2 separate regions of the Zea mays genome follow, and region 1 is linked to region 2. Evidence: chromatin contacts called from public Hi-C data. All regions are on one chromosome and are shown on one strand. Each heading gives the region's core, a stretch centred on a gene start, on an enhancer-like site or on the middle of the called end of the contact. The rest is flanking DNA. Distances are from core to core; before and after follow the strand shown.

The links. Hi-C and Micro-C count contacts between places; a contact is called where the count stands out from the background.
Region 1: a Hi-C map of tassel shows a contact between it and region 2, with 2.4 times the contacts expected there. The contact joins the promoter of LOC103644592 here to the promoter of LOC542687 in region 2. A contact is called at or near these places in 3 of 25 Hi-C or Micro-C datasets (bundle sheath, ear and tassel).

What each region holds. Positions count from the first base shown.
Region 1 is chr1:44,592,534-44,599,431 of Zm-B73-REFERENCE-NAM-5.0, reverse strand. It overlaps LOC103644592 (omega-3 fatty acid desaturase, chloroplastic), which reads right to left and starts at 1,835. Exons shown (of 8, transcript NM_001428412.1): 1 at 1,195-1,835; 2 at 1,011-1,100; 3 at 851-917; 4 at 660-752; 5 at 358-543; 6 at 169-249. The coding sequence starts at 1,694.
Region 2 is chr1:44,174,864-44,181,951 of Zm-B73-REFERENCE-NAM-5.0, reverse strand. LOC542687 (SNF1-related protein kinase) reads right to left here and starts at 3,945. Exons shown (of 11, transcript NM_001112203.1): 1 at 3,831-3,945; 2 at 1,588-1,778; 3 at 1,257-1,441; 4 at 652-834; 5 at 425-556; 6 at 147-332. The coding sequence starts at 1,771.

The DNA.
Region 1 (6,898 bases), core at 586-3,085, 420 kb before region 2:
AGAGACAGGTCCACCCCATCCTGTTTGGTCTCCAAACCAAACCCAAACTTAGGTAAGGCAACATTCAAAAGCTTCTAACCAACCAAAAATGGAAGTAACCGTGGTTTTTGAAGATTACAGTGACCTTGAAACATCAACAAATTGGAAAACTGCTTTACTCATAATCACCTGTCCACGGTACCAGGGAAGCTTGTCTTCGTGGCCATGATGGTGCAAGTATGTAACCATATCCAGCCAAGCAACAAATACCTGCACACACAAGCAGCAGCCACATCAATTTCCAGCACCACAGACACCACACATTCAGATTATCTTTTTGCAGAAGTTGGGACTGAAGAGAAGGAATGTGGCTCTTACAAAGTATGGGACTCCGTAGAGCTTTAGCATCGTAACAGGACCCATCAGAAAGGTGAGACCAGCCAGAACACCAACCATGGCCAGCCAGGATGCCGTTGATGTTATGATGTCCTTCTTTTCATTAGGTTGGAACAAATCACTGCTTGGGTTGAAGTGTGATCCTGACTTCCCTGGACTCCTTGCGAACTACATAGCACACATGAACCCGCAGAGCAGGAATTTAGCACGACCACAACACTATGAAACAAAAACGTCTGTTCGCCTAATTCAGGCGTCATCGATAGACATGTTCTTAGCCTCACCAAGTATAACGGGAATGCGAGCAAGGGGAACGGCATGGTGAACCGCAATTTCCTAGTCATAAAGTCCAGGCTTTTGTACAGCCTCTCTGGTAGCTGCACAATCCGAGAAACCATCAAGCACCATTCATGGACATGCACCATCAGCGTAACTTGTGAAGCTCCAACAAAGGAGAGAGCGACAGGAAACGAACCGGGTGCCAGGACTCGTCCTTCTCAACGTGGCCGTGGTTTTGATGGTGCGTCCTGTGGCTAATCCTCCTGAAAATGGCATTCAAAGGCAGGTGGTTCCATGACATCAACGATAATCCTCGACAGAAACTAACAAGCATGAGAAACATGGGGTAATCCTACCATCCGTGGTAGGGGACAAGAATGGAGGAATGGAGTATGTGGCCGACCACGCTGTTCAGCTTGGGGTTGTTCGAGAAGCTCCCGTGTCCACTGCAAACAGCAGACATGCGGCACAAGTCAAAGACCAGAGTCCAAAGCTTCCATGAAAAACAACAACAGGGCAATCCAGAACATTGGTGCGTACCAGTCGTGGCCGAGGACGAAGAGCGCCCAGAACATGGTGCCCTGCGCGGCCCAGTAGAGCGGCCAGACGAGCCAGCTGTCGAGGCGCGCGGCGGCCGCGGCGAGCCCCAGGACGACGACGACGTCGCGCAGCACGTAGGCCATGGAGCGCCAGGGGTCCTTGACCCAGCAGTGCTTGGGGATGGCCGCGCGGATCTCCGCCAGCCCGAACGGCGGCGGCGCCCCCGGGTCGAACTCCCCGCCCGCGGCGCCGCTGGCCGCCACGTGCTCGTCGCCCTCCCCAAGGGGGGAGCTCCTCTTGTCCTCCTCGACGGCGGAGGTGAGGCGGGTGGCCGCGGAGACGCGGAGCGCCCAGTCGCGGTGGATGGCCGCGGGCGCGGGGCGGCCCGGCGCCGCCGCTGCGGAGAGCGCGGGGGGCGACGGCGCCGCAATGGCGCCCCGGCCGGCGCGCAGGCGCAGCGGCGCGAGGCCGCAGCACTCGGAGAGCACGAGCCGCGCCATTGCCGGCAGCGGGGCGGGGCGGGGCTACGGGTGGATGGCCCTGGATTGGCTCCTAGTCTAGAGTCCACACACCGTCGCCGCCGCCGCCGTTGGTTGGCACGGGATCTTCTGCGTTCGGGGGGATGGGATGGGGTTTGGGTGTACGGTGGTGGCCGGGCTTGCCAGGACAGGCTAATCCAAGAATATACATTTTATACCGCGGCGCGCGAGCCGGAGTGGCGATGGGGGGCGGGACCGGGAGGGACGCGGTGCGGTGGACTCGGACCTGGACCAGCACTGTGGTGGAATGCTGGAATGTGGGTGGGTCCCATCGGTCGGACGCGAGTCGAGGAGGAGGAGCAGCTGATGCACGTGTGAATCGTTGCGGGTCTGGACGGAGCTTCGACGCCGGCGGCCCTGCCTGCTTTTTAATTCGTGTTGACTCCTTTTGCCTTTGCTTGGTCCTATAACTAGTCTGGCTGGTCTAAAAAGTTCTTGTCGTGTAAAACTACAACTCCTGTGCGAAACTGCACAATGTATCAGATGCGTATTCCATTCCTCTCCACTATCTGACGCATAACAGACTAACCTGATTTGCCTCGATACTTCGTTACGGACTTAACGCCCCTGCCCTGTCCTGTCTTTGACAGAGGCAGTCAGATGTCCTGTTAACCACAGCCAAATCTGACGAACGAGTCACATGGTTTAGCTATCCTCCTGTGTTTAACGAGCCTCCCTCTGTTCGGTAATCTGTAAAGGACTTATTTGACCATGTTATGTTCGTGTTCTCACATGCGCGATCCTCATGGAGCGAGTCCATACCAGCTCGCTGACATTGAGGCGTCGGAGCAAGAACAGTGTACACGCCAGCCTGACGCCTCCCTCGCGGAGAAAAGTCAGTGGTCAATTGGTCGTCGCGCCCAAGCCCCCAATGCACAACAAAAGTATAGTAAAAGAATGCGCATAGATTTTATGTCGAAATGAGGAGGGATGGAGAGTAATCTGTAAGTTTATAGTCAACTGAAGCACAAGTCATAATGGTCAAGTTGTCATACCAGCCAACAACTGTGTGTGTGGGAGTTAATAGCTAGGTTACAAATATACGTATGTAGGAGTTATTAGCCATGATCTCACAATATTATATTAGAATCCACCAGATGTGTTATGTTTAATTTCGTACATGTTTACTTTTATATTTATATATTGTAGATAAATGGTATGAAATCTATTCTCTGTATCTACCAAAAGTTACATGAGCCTTCTTAGACTCAGAGCCTCCAAATAGAAGAGCAAAAACAACCACAAAAGAGAGCTTAACGACTAAAACAAGATATAAACACTAAGCTTCAGAACTTCTTTATTATCCTTACTTTCAAATTGTTCTGATATTGAGTAGAAGCAACCCTCCACCTCGCATGTTTTCAAGTTGCTACATTTATGATTTATCTAGTGAAGATAGCACGTGTCTTATGCGCAACACTCCCTCATCTCAGCGCTCCCACGCTTGATCCGGCCGTCACCTACTCACCTGGCTGGCTGGCTATATATATACAAGAAGAGAATACCATTTCAATTTTGATCTGTCTCTCGTGTCAAACTAAGGTAGTATTTGGTTCTATAGCCAGTTAGGATAGAGCAGCTCCGTTCGAGATTTTGAAAAACTGAATAGTTTAGCATTTCAATATGATTTTTTTTTCTTTAAGTCACTCTATTTACATAGAACCAATCCAAACAATAACAAATTGAGGGTAAAACGACTTCGTACCTCTATACTCCGGAACCGAACACTAATATAAAGACCATCAAACTAGCGTCCTATGGATGTAATTTAGAGGCCATGAGACTCAGACTATCTCATCGTATATCCGGAGCTAAGAGCAACTCCAAAAGACTCTCTACAATCTTCCTAATTGATATGAATGAGATTTTTTGAAAAAAAAACTCTCCAACAACTTATTCAAAGTGTTATTCAAATATAGACATCTTCTATTTCAGATTTCTGGCTAGCCAAAGATAGAAAACGTAAATGGCTCTCTAGAGTGCAAACAATATATAAAAACTGTTGGAGATCAGAAAGATATACAAAGTGATTTTTTGTGCAAGTGACTCTCCAAATGATAATTTAGAGAGTTAAATTTAGAAAGACTCTTGGATATGCTCTAAGTCAAACAACTCGAGACATACTCACACTGCACATGTAAGCAAAATATCCCTTCTTCACACCACTTGATTTGGTAGAACAGAATTTACTTCTTCACACCAACTAATTTGGTGGAACTAAAATTTATGAAACTAGACTAAACTTTAACATTATTTAATGAATTTGTCCATTGTGAAAGGTTCAACTGTGCATAATAAAACGGCTGAGGGAATGCTCAATAGTAACTATAAATTGCTCAAAGGAAATTTGAGTCAAAATAGTTAATTTGTCTACTTTGGTTCTTTCAGCTAAGTTCTTTATTCTTGTTCATTGAAAAATTTTGTACCAAAAAATGGAAGCCTATGTAATCATCGTGTATCCATCTTAGCAATTGGAAGAATGGTTTTGATTGGGTTGTGCAAAAAAAGTAACATAACATGTTGAATAAAAGTTATAAATAGAACCATGCATGAACCCAAGGATGAGATGGTTTCATGTTGGCGAAAAAAAGAAAACAAATAGTGTTTAGATTTAGATATGTATCCACTTATGACTATTGCACATCCCCGCTTAGCCTCTTGATTGGCCTGGAACAGAGATTATCGCATGAAATTTAGTAAATAGATCAAAGGAACACAAAAACAGAACAATCTTTATTTCTTGGTAGGTTGATAATTCAAGTAGCAATAGAATTTTGGATAAAGACACGTTAAAGCATACCATTTGAAACTAAGCTATTGAGAGGCTAACCCACAGTCCAACTTTTGAAACTCATACTAACACCAATTTTGTTGATTATTCATCATAACTCTAGTTGTCTCATCATCACATATCCTGATCCAATAAAGGGCCGATTAAAAATTAGCTAAATACTCTTGACAGTCAGACACGGAGACAGTCGAGCTCGAGCGTGAACCGATGCAGATGTGGAACTCCTTTTGCAGGAACTACGCGAAGAGGAGCATGTTGTGATTAGTGGGGCAACCTAGTTTGTACAACCTAATTAGTTTTAAGATTCTATAACAAACCAAAGTTCTGCAGAAAACCAAAAAGTTTACACTTACATATGAGTTAAGAGCAGGTCTAGAATACAAACACATAACACATTGTTGTACATCAATGCACTTGGCATGTACGTGAGTAGTACAATGTGCTTATGTGAACTAAAGGAAAAAACATCAATTAAAAAAATTCTAGCTAAGAACCTCACGAGAGGGAAAGGTAACGATGCACCAGAACCAGTACCGATTATTAGATAATTCTAGCATACTTTACTAAGGTAGTGTTTGGTTCCCGAGTATAGTAGAATGGAACCGCTCTGTTCTAGTACTAAAACTGTTTGGTTTGAATTAAAGTGGAATGGAGCTACTCTAATATAGGAATATTCTCTCAAGATGTTGGATCCCTGGGCTCCGAAAAAACAGCCGGACCCGAGCGCTCGGCAAGCGCCCGAGACGCCCTTCACGGTTTGTTGTGCCCGCGTGATATATATATATATATATATATATATATATATATATATACAATATAATCTATAATAAACTTGAGTAACAAAATCAACAAAACGATAACATACTACTTATTTTGATTCTAACCTATCAAGATGTTGCAGACCTGTTACCCTTCAAAGGAGATTCTTGGGTATTGATTTCCTTGGTAATTGATCAGACTGAAATATATCATAACCAATTTAGCTAAGTCTGCATGGCAAATATTAAAGGGCGGGAATATAGATGAATTTGTAAGTGTTGGTTCAAAATTAACGGCTATAGAATCAAAACAGAAGCCAAGCTTCTAAGTCACCAATCAGAGAACTATATTTCTAGTATACAATTATTTGCACAGTAGACAACAATAAGTGTTGTAGTCACATGCATAAGTATACTGCAGAAAACCATGTTCTATATAGTAAGCACCAATCAATTTCTTCCATACCAAATTCATCACCTTCATCGGCTTGCTTAGCTCTCTTTCCGAACATAAAGCAGCAACCCATCTTTAACAACACAACAACACATGCACCCGCAGAGAGCTAGATACTTGAAAGTAGTTTCTGAAAAACAAAGATATGCCGATCAAACTATCAGACAAGGGTGACCCACAAATACCACAATGACATACTTCTTTGTCTTGCTCTTTATCTCCTCAAAATTTGAGTCAGCAAGCTGCAGAAACAAATGGAGTAGTTTATGAAAGTCGCCTAGAGGGGGGGTGAATAGGGCGAAACTGAAATTTACAAATATAAACACAACTACAAGCCGGGGTTAGCGTTAGTAATAAAGAAACGAGTCCGCGAGAGAGGGCGCAAAACAAATCCCAAGCGAATAAGCAAGTGAGACACGGAGATTTGTTTTACCGAGGTTCGGTTCTTGCAAACCTACTCCCCGTTGAGGAGGCCACAAAGGCCGGGTCTCTTTCAACCCTTCCCTCTCTCAAACGATCCACGGATCGAGTGAGCTTTTTCTTCTCAATCACTTAGAACACAAAGTTCCCACAAGGACCACCACAAGTTTGGTGTCTCTTGCCTCAATTACAAGTGAGTTTGATTGCAAAGAAGGGATCAAGAAAGAAGAAAGCAATCCAAGCGCAAGAGCTCGAAAGAACACAAGCAAATCACTCTCTCTAGTCACTATGGTGTTGTGTGGAATTTGGAGAGGATTTGATCTCTTTGGTGTGTCTAGAATTGAATGCTAGAGCTCTTGTAGTAGTTGGGAAGTGGAAAACTTGGATACAATGAATGGTGGGGTGGTTGGGGGTATTTATAGCCCCAACCACCAAAAGTGGCCGTTGGGAGGCTGTCTGTTCGATGGCGCACCGGACAGTCCGGTGCACACCGGACAGTCCGGTGCACACCGGACAGTCCGGTGCCCCCTGCCACGTCATCACTGCCGTTGGATTCTGACCGTTGGAGCTTCTGTCTTGTGGGCCCGCCTGGGTATCCGGTGCACACCGGACATGTACTGTTTGCTGTCCGGTGTGCCAGTATGGGCACGCCTGCCTTCTGCGCGCGCTGCGCGCGCATTTAATGCGCCGCAGGTAGCCGTTGGCGCGGAGATAGCCGTTGCTCCGGAGTCGCACCGGACAG
Region 2 (7,088 bases), core at 2,696-5,195:
GTATTTTTCATGGAAAATAGATAGATGATATTCTGATATGAACAATATACACATCTACTTTTTCCTACATATTAGTGGACAAAATTAGAAACTTTGAACACAAGCATGCAATAGCAGTATAGCCACTTATAACTGAGAGGACATACCATTTTGGCTTGTTGTGTCGTATCTGGTGGAGGCACTGCCAAGTAACGTGGAAGGCGAATCTGGAACCATTGATGCTCCCGAATTTCCCTAATTGTGATTCTCTTCATAGGCTCAACAACAAGCATTCGTGGGATCAAATCCCTGGCCAAAGCAGACAAATGACTTGGAAGTGTGTAGATACCTCCCTAAAACCGTAAAACCAGATAGAGAGTGGTCATAACTCCAGAACAGAATCTAATTGTTGCAAGGTTTGTATTCCACATAAGTGCTTTCTCACCTTAATTTTTTTGAACAGATTGGGAATATTCTCATCATCAAATGGAAGAGTTCCACAAAGAAGAGCATAAAGAATCACCCCACAACTCCATACATCGACCTCAGGTCCAGCATATAGTTTACCAGATATTACCTGCAAAAGAACACTCACTATGTATCAAGAAACATGGTGTTCTAAAAAGGAAAAAAAAATAGATCAGCAAACTCACAGCAATAAGAATAAAATACCTCTGGAGCAGCATAGTTCGGACTCCCACAGCTAGTCTTCAGAAAATGGCCATCATGCATGACATTGCTCAGACCAAAATCCGCAAGTTTTACATTATACTTTGAATCAAGTAACAAGTTTTCCGGCTTTAGGTCACGGTGGACAACCATGTTTCTATGGCAGTATTCGACGCCAGATATGATCTGTTCATGAATTTTTCCAATGTGAAAAAACAACTAATAAAACAAACCTGGAATTTAGATATAAAAGAAAAAGGAATATTTTAATTGTCGTATCCTCCATGGAAAGATGTAATGTTTAAATCATGATTTGAAATTCTGAACTACATGCAATAGTGATACCCTAAGACAAAGCAATTACCACATCATGCTTGCAAGTCAAAATGGTGGCAGATCAGAAGATAAAAATAAGGCAAGGCAAAACTAATCCAGATACTTAATGAGAGCACATTAAACACAACAGAAACAAATGAAGAATATGAATGCACTATCCATAAATATCAAAATTCAAAGCAACAAGATAAAACCGTTCTTTGATAACTACCTATTGTGACTCAAAAAAAGCATGTTACTAGAAGTAACCAGCCAAGAAAAGTGATAAATACCTGCTGGAAGATTCGACGAGCTTCATCTTCCTGTAATCTGCCTTTCTCAACAATGTAATCAAATAACTCGCCATACTTACAATATTCCATCACAACATATATATCTGTAGGTGTGTATATGACCTCATAAAGCCGAATGATATGGGGGTGAATGAACAACTTCAATATCTTGAATTCTCTCTTTGCTGGAAACATGATAGGGAGGGATGTGGTCTTAATTATCAAAGCAACTCCATGTATTAATATTATCAAAAGCACTATTAAAACTAAACTTGTTTATTATCAAAAAAATATTAGTGAAAATGCAAAATGACTGGATAACAAACCATACCTTTCTCTTCCATTTCCATATTTCTCATTTGGCGGCAGTTGATGATCTTTATAGCAACCCTATGTCCAGTAAGCTTATGCTCTGCAATCTTCACTTTTCCAAATGTACCGATACCTAAAGTTCTTCCCAGGTTGTAGTTCCTTAATGCTTCAGAATGCCCACTCCCTTTACTACTTCCATCCATTTTCACTCTGCCATTAATAAAAGCAGATATTATGTTCGTTGTATAAGAATTAGTGCAGTATACTTTATTTTTAACAGGATTCATTACCCGGTAGAAATATAGATCATACTTGGTGTACAATGCTCCTAATTGCCCCCACAACATAAATTATTGAACTTAATTACGGATATAAAACTATGTAAATGCTCAAATCCATTCTATTTAAGAATAAAAAGGAATGCCATCATGCATTTATGCGATCGCATCCTCCCATAAGCCATACCAAAGCCTTTGCAGGCCTTTGTCCTCTACAAAACCTCCTAAGCCATCCCATCAACCATTAACCATCAACGTAGCCTTTTAGTCTCAAGCAAGTTGGGGTAGGCTAGAGTTAAAACCCACAAGAAGTCACCAAAAAGAGAAAGAGAAAGAAAAAGGGGAGGAGGAAGAGCTTTTGAAAGCACTAAAAGGGAAAAGTCCTAATCATGGTTCGGGCACGTGGATAACTTATTTTCAAGCACTTCTATCAAACACAACTCCATTGAGATATTCCATTCCTTCAAGTCACTTTTGATTGACTCCTCCCATGTCAAGTTTGGTCGTCCTCTACCTCGCTTCACATTATTGTCCTGTCTTATGATGCCTCTGTGCACCGGTGCCTCTAGGGGTCTACGGTGGACATGGTCAAACCATCTCAACCTATCTCAACCGGTGTTGAATAAGCTTTTCTTCAATTGGTACTGCTCCTAGCCGATCGCGTATGTTATCGTTTCTCACTCGTCCAATCTTGTGTGCTCACATATCCAACGCAACATACGCATCTCTGCGACACTTAGTTGTTGGATATGTCGTCTCTTAGTAGGCCAACACTCAGCCCCATATAACATAGCAAGCCTAATCGCCATCCTGTAGAACTTGCCTTTCAACTTCTATGGCACTCTCTTGTCGCATAGGACTCCTGATGCTTGACGCCATTTCATCCACCCCGCTTTGATCCTATGGCTAACATCTTCATCAATATCACCATCTCTTTGTAGCATCGATCCCAAATAATGTAAGGTGTCCTTCTTTAGTACTACCTGGTCTCCCAAGCTTACATCTCCATCCTCATTAATTGTAGTACCAAAGTCACATCTCATATACTCAGCTTTGGTCCTACTAATTCTAAATCCTTTTGACTCTAGGGTCTGACGCGGTAACTCTAGCTTTCTATTTACTCCTTCCCGGCTTTCATCTACTAGAACTACAAAACCTCTTAAGCCATCCTAGGAAAGTAGAATTCCCGATTACAGCACAACCTTTATAGTGCCTGCTCAGTGCTCACTGGATCTCGTCCATGGATGTTCAGGCCTTGCATCCACAATATTTAATAGGTGGTGCAAAAAGTAGATTAACACAGCAAGAGCTCCCTTGGTGCTGGAAAGAGATTAGTAAGCAATGGAATCATGTTGGTTTAATTCCTTTCAAAAGCCCTAACCAGCAGAGGTAACCCGGCCACCTCAGACAAATAGATCGATAACGGCAGCACCTAATTCGCATGAGTACCTAGTATCAAGAGTCAAAACGCTTAGTATTAACACGTGAATCTGCACGCAGAGCACACTCCAGTGACCAATCAGCTACTACGGTTTCATCTATACAAGAAACGGACGGGATATATAAATCGGAATCGCTCGGTCAGATAGGCGTTCAGTTCAAAAGCTAAAAATTGAGGAAAGTGAGGTCGACTGTACGTTCAATCGACTGAGAAACTATAGACGCAAGAGATCGCATGGAAGCAACCAAGCGATGAGAGCCTAGCCGGGAAGAATCCAGATAACGACACTAGAGAGCACTTCCTTACAGACCTGGTGGGCTGGTGTTGCGTCCGTGGAGACGAACACCGCCTCGCTCTAACCGTCCGTCAATATCCTCGCCCTCCCCAAGGAAATGCGACAGCGAGCCCACCTTGATCCGCAACTCAAAACCAACCCCCGAATCCCCCGACAATTATTCCCCCAGTTCCGAATCCGAAGAATCGAAGCAGGAGAGCCGTGCGAACCAGGAGGAAATCCACGAGAACAGCAAGCAGCGTGGTTACCTTACTTACCGGGTTCGCCGGCCCTCGACAGGTCAACCTTCCTGCGCGCGGACGAGCGAGTGCGGGCGGAGACGGGGAGAACACCTACGAGTGGGAGAGCGGGGCGGAGAGGGCTTTTGGACTTGGGGGCGTATGCCCGGCTTTGGTCCGATTCCGGGGGGCGGAGCGCGGAGGCTTTAACCCGGTGTTAGGTTAATTTTAATCGTCCGCCCTAGGCCGGGTTGGGCGAGGAGGCGGCGTTACCGGGGGAAGATCACCGTCGCGCTGACGTGGCAGCTCGCTCGCCCGGCCGCGCCCGCGATTCGGTCTTTCCGTCGTTTTGTGGCTCCTCTAGAACTTTTTTTTTCCCTTCTCTTTTTTGTCGTGTGCGTGTGTCCGTTTTTATTCCTGGATGGCGTAGCCGGGCCGGACGACGGCTGGGGCTTGTCGGAGGTGCTTTTGGTCGCAGGTGGAGTGGGGACTGGGGAGCTGACACGGCGCTGATGCGGTGCGGCTTCGGAGTACGGTTGTATCCGACGAGGAGGATCTGTGGATTGGTCGCGTCCTGCACGTGGTGAATGGTTCTCCTGGTTTGTTAACCCACAGTCCACACACGCATGACGCCATTGACGCGATCCCTGGCGGGCGGCGGCGGCACATTTGTGCTGCTCCGCAGTTCTTAGCTGTCGTGATCTCGTGGCTGATGGCCATCGGCCGGCCGATCCCTTAGGGCTTGTTCGGTTATTTCAATTCCATGTGGATTAATGTGTATTGGGATGGATTGGAATGGATTTTGACTTGATATGGATTTAAACCGACTCAATATCACCCAATCCACATGAATTGACCGCGAAACGAACAAGGCCTTAGCTAGCTCGACTTATAATCAGCTCGTTTCGAGTCGATTCGTTTTAATTTTATCATGAGATGAGTTTTATAATATTAACAAGTCAGTTCGAGCTTCATCGATCTGAGCTGGCTCGATATCCAGTCCTACTCATCATCGTCCGACGTAGGAGACATGGTATTATTAAAATATTTCCACTCACATTAGTGATGCGAGAGATTAACAAGGTTAAATGTGCCCTCGTGACATGTCCCTACTCGCTAAGACCTTTATTAATACTGTAGGATAATACCATAAAGTGAGTGCCCCTCCAATCACTACTACTCCTTATGTCTTTAGTGTAGACGTCCACAGTAGCTTTGTTCTGCCATAGCGCGCTCCGCCGCACCCCCGGTCCCCACGCCCGCAATCCCCGCCGCCGTCCTCGCGGCCGCCGCGCCCGCAAATCCCTACAGTAGCTGCAGCTTCATAAGCTGCCTCGCCATCATCGCAGGAATCATCGCGTCGTAAGCCGCCCGCCATCATCGCCCCTCGCACCTTCCTTCGCCAACAATCACAGATCGCCCCGCATTCGTGCTCCCCTCGCGTAATCCTAGGAAACCTTCATCGCCTCGTGTCCGTGCTCCTGCCCCGGCCCACCTTCCTACAGCAGCTGCAGCTCCCTCCGGCCTCCGGTGGTCTGGCACACCGCCTCCTCGCCCAGATCCGTCCGTGGTCCACCCCTCCTGCCCTCGCCCTGTCCTCGGCGCCCCTCGCCTTCGTACCCTCGTCCTCGACCCGCACCCTCGCGCAAGGATCCCCTTCCGCTTCTTCCACCGCCCGCTTGGAGTCCAACACCCGCACACGGTGGTGCTGGGCACTGCCCCGCCGGTTCTCGGTCGCATAGGGACCCACGACCCGTCGCCCGCGTAAGGCGGATACTCGCTGAGCGTGCTCGGAAATATCCTCGCGCCGGTGGGGAGCTCCGGCTCCAGGAAGAGCATTGTGGTGCTGGGCACCGCCCCGCCGGATTCAGTCGCACAGGGACCCGGAAGCTCGGGTGATCCGCCTCTCCCTCCCTCCACCATCGCGGCCATCTACCAGGTTCGTGTCACTGAGATCCCACTTCTCCTGCATGCCGGCCTCTGTACCCCAGATCCCACTTCTCCGTAGCAATCCACCGCGTGCTGCTGCCGTCGAACCAGTCCACGTCGAGCGGCTATGTGTTCCAGAGCGACAGGGTGTCCTTCTCCGGCTCCTCATCGTTTGACGGCTCCAATTCCTTCTCGTTCCAGACGCTCCAGCTGTGCCAGTACTCGACCGCTGGACGGTGGCGCCTACTTCTTCGTGGGCGCCAACTCGCAGGTGTTCGCCAACACGGGCACGCTGGTCACGTGCGTCAACAACTTCCCCAAGACCCGCGACGTGGGGCTCGGCATCCTCAAGGGATTCGTCGGCCTGTACGGCGGCGAGGACGCTGAGTCGCTCATCCTGCTCGTCGCCTGGCTCCCTGCGGCCGTGTCCGTCGCGTTCGTCCACACCGTCTGCTACATGTTGTACCCGCGGTGGTGGGCAGGAGACGAGCTCCGACCCTTCTTCTGCTTCCTCTACCTGTCCATCGCGCTGGCGTGCTTCCTCCTCGTCATGATCGTGGTGCAGGGGCAGGTGCCCTTCTCCCGCGCCGCGTACGGGGTCGCCGCCGCGCCACTGCTCATCCTCCTTTATGACCACGTACGTGGTGCAGGGGCAGGTGCCCTTCTGCTCGTCATGTTGCTTTTTACTAGATTTTGATTCTTCTATTTAAATACCCAAACTGTTGACTGGTATTGTACATGCATAATATTTGGGAGGAATCAATATCACCTTTCTATGGTTTGATTGCTATGAAATATTTCATTAAATCACTTGATCTTAATAGGAACTTGGAGAGGACTATCAAGTCCTAAGTGATCTGGGAAAAAGGAGACTTATGATAAGTGTGGAAAGGTGGGTATTCCCAGTAAGTCCCGAGTTGTTTATGATATTTTATAAATATTTTTCGTAAAAAGGCAATCTGCTCATGATTATTCAGATTGAAGTGATTTATCTATTTTGGGGCATAGAGCATGGTTTGATTTGCTAAGATAGTAAGCAAGTAAGGTTGACAGAGATATCGTGGTCTGCCTATTCGTGCATAAAAGTCCTCTCTAGAAATGAAAAGGGACTAGCTAGCCTTTTAGACAACCATGTTGGCAACACCATCGGAATAAGTTGTGACTTCACAAAAGATTTCTATCAAATGATGCAACACGCTATCAGAACTCCTTTATAGGGACTTTCATCATTGCTGCTTGGCAAATTCGAAAGCAAAGGAATGACTTGGAAAAAGCTCCTGTGAAGAAATAGATTTAGTGAAAATCTTGTATAGCTGTCCTAGATTAGTACTGCAGCTCACCTCGGCTGACGGTTGGCTT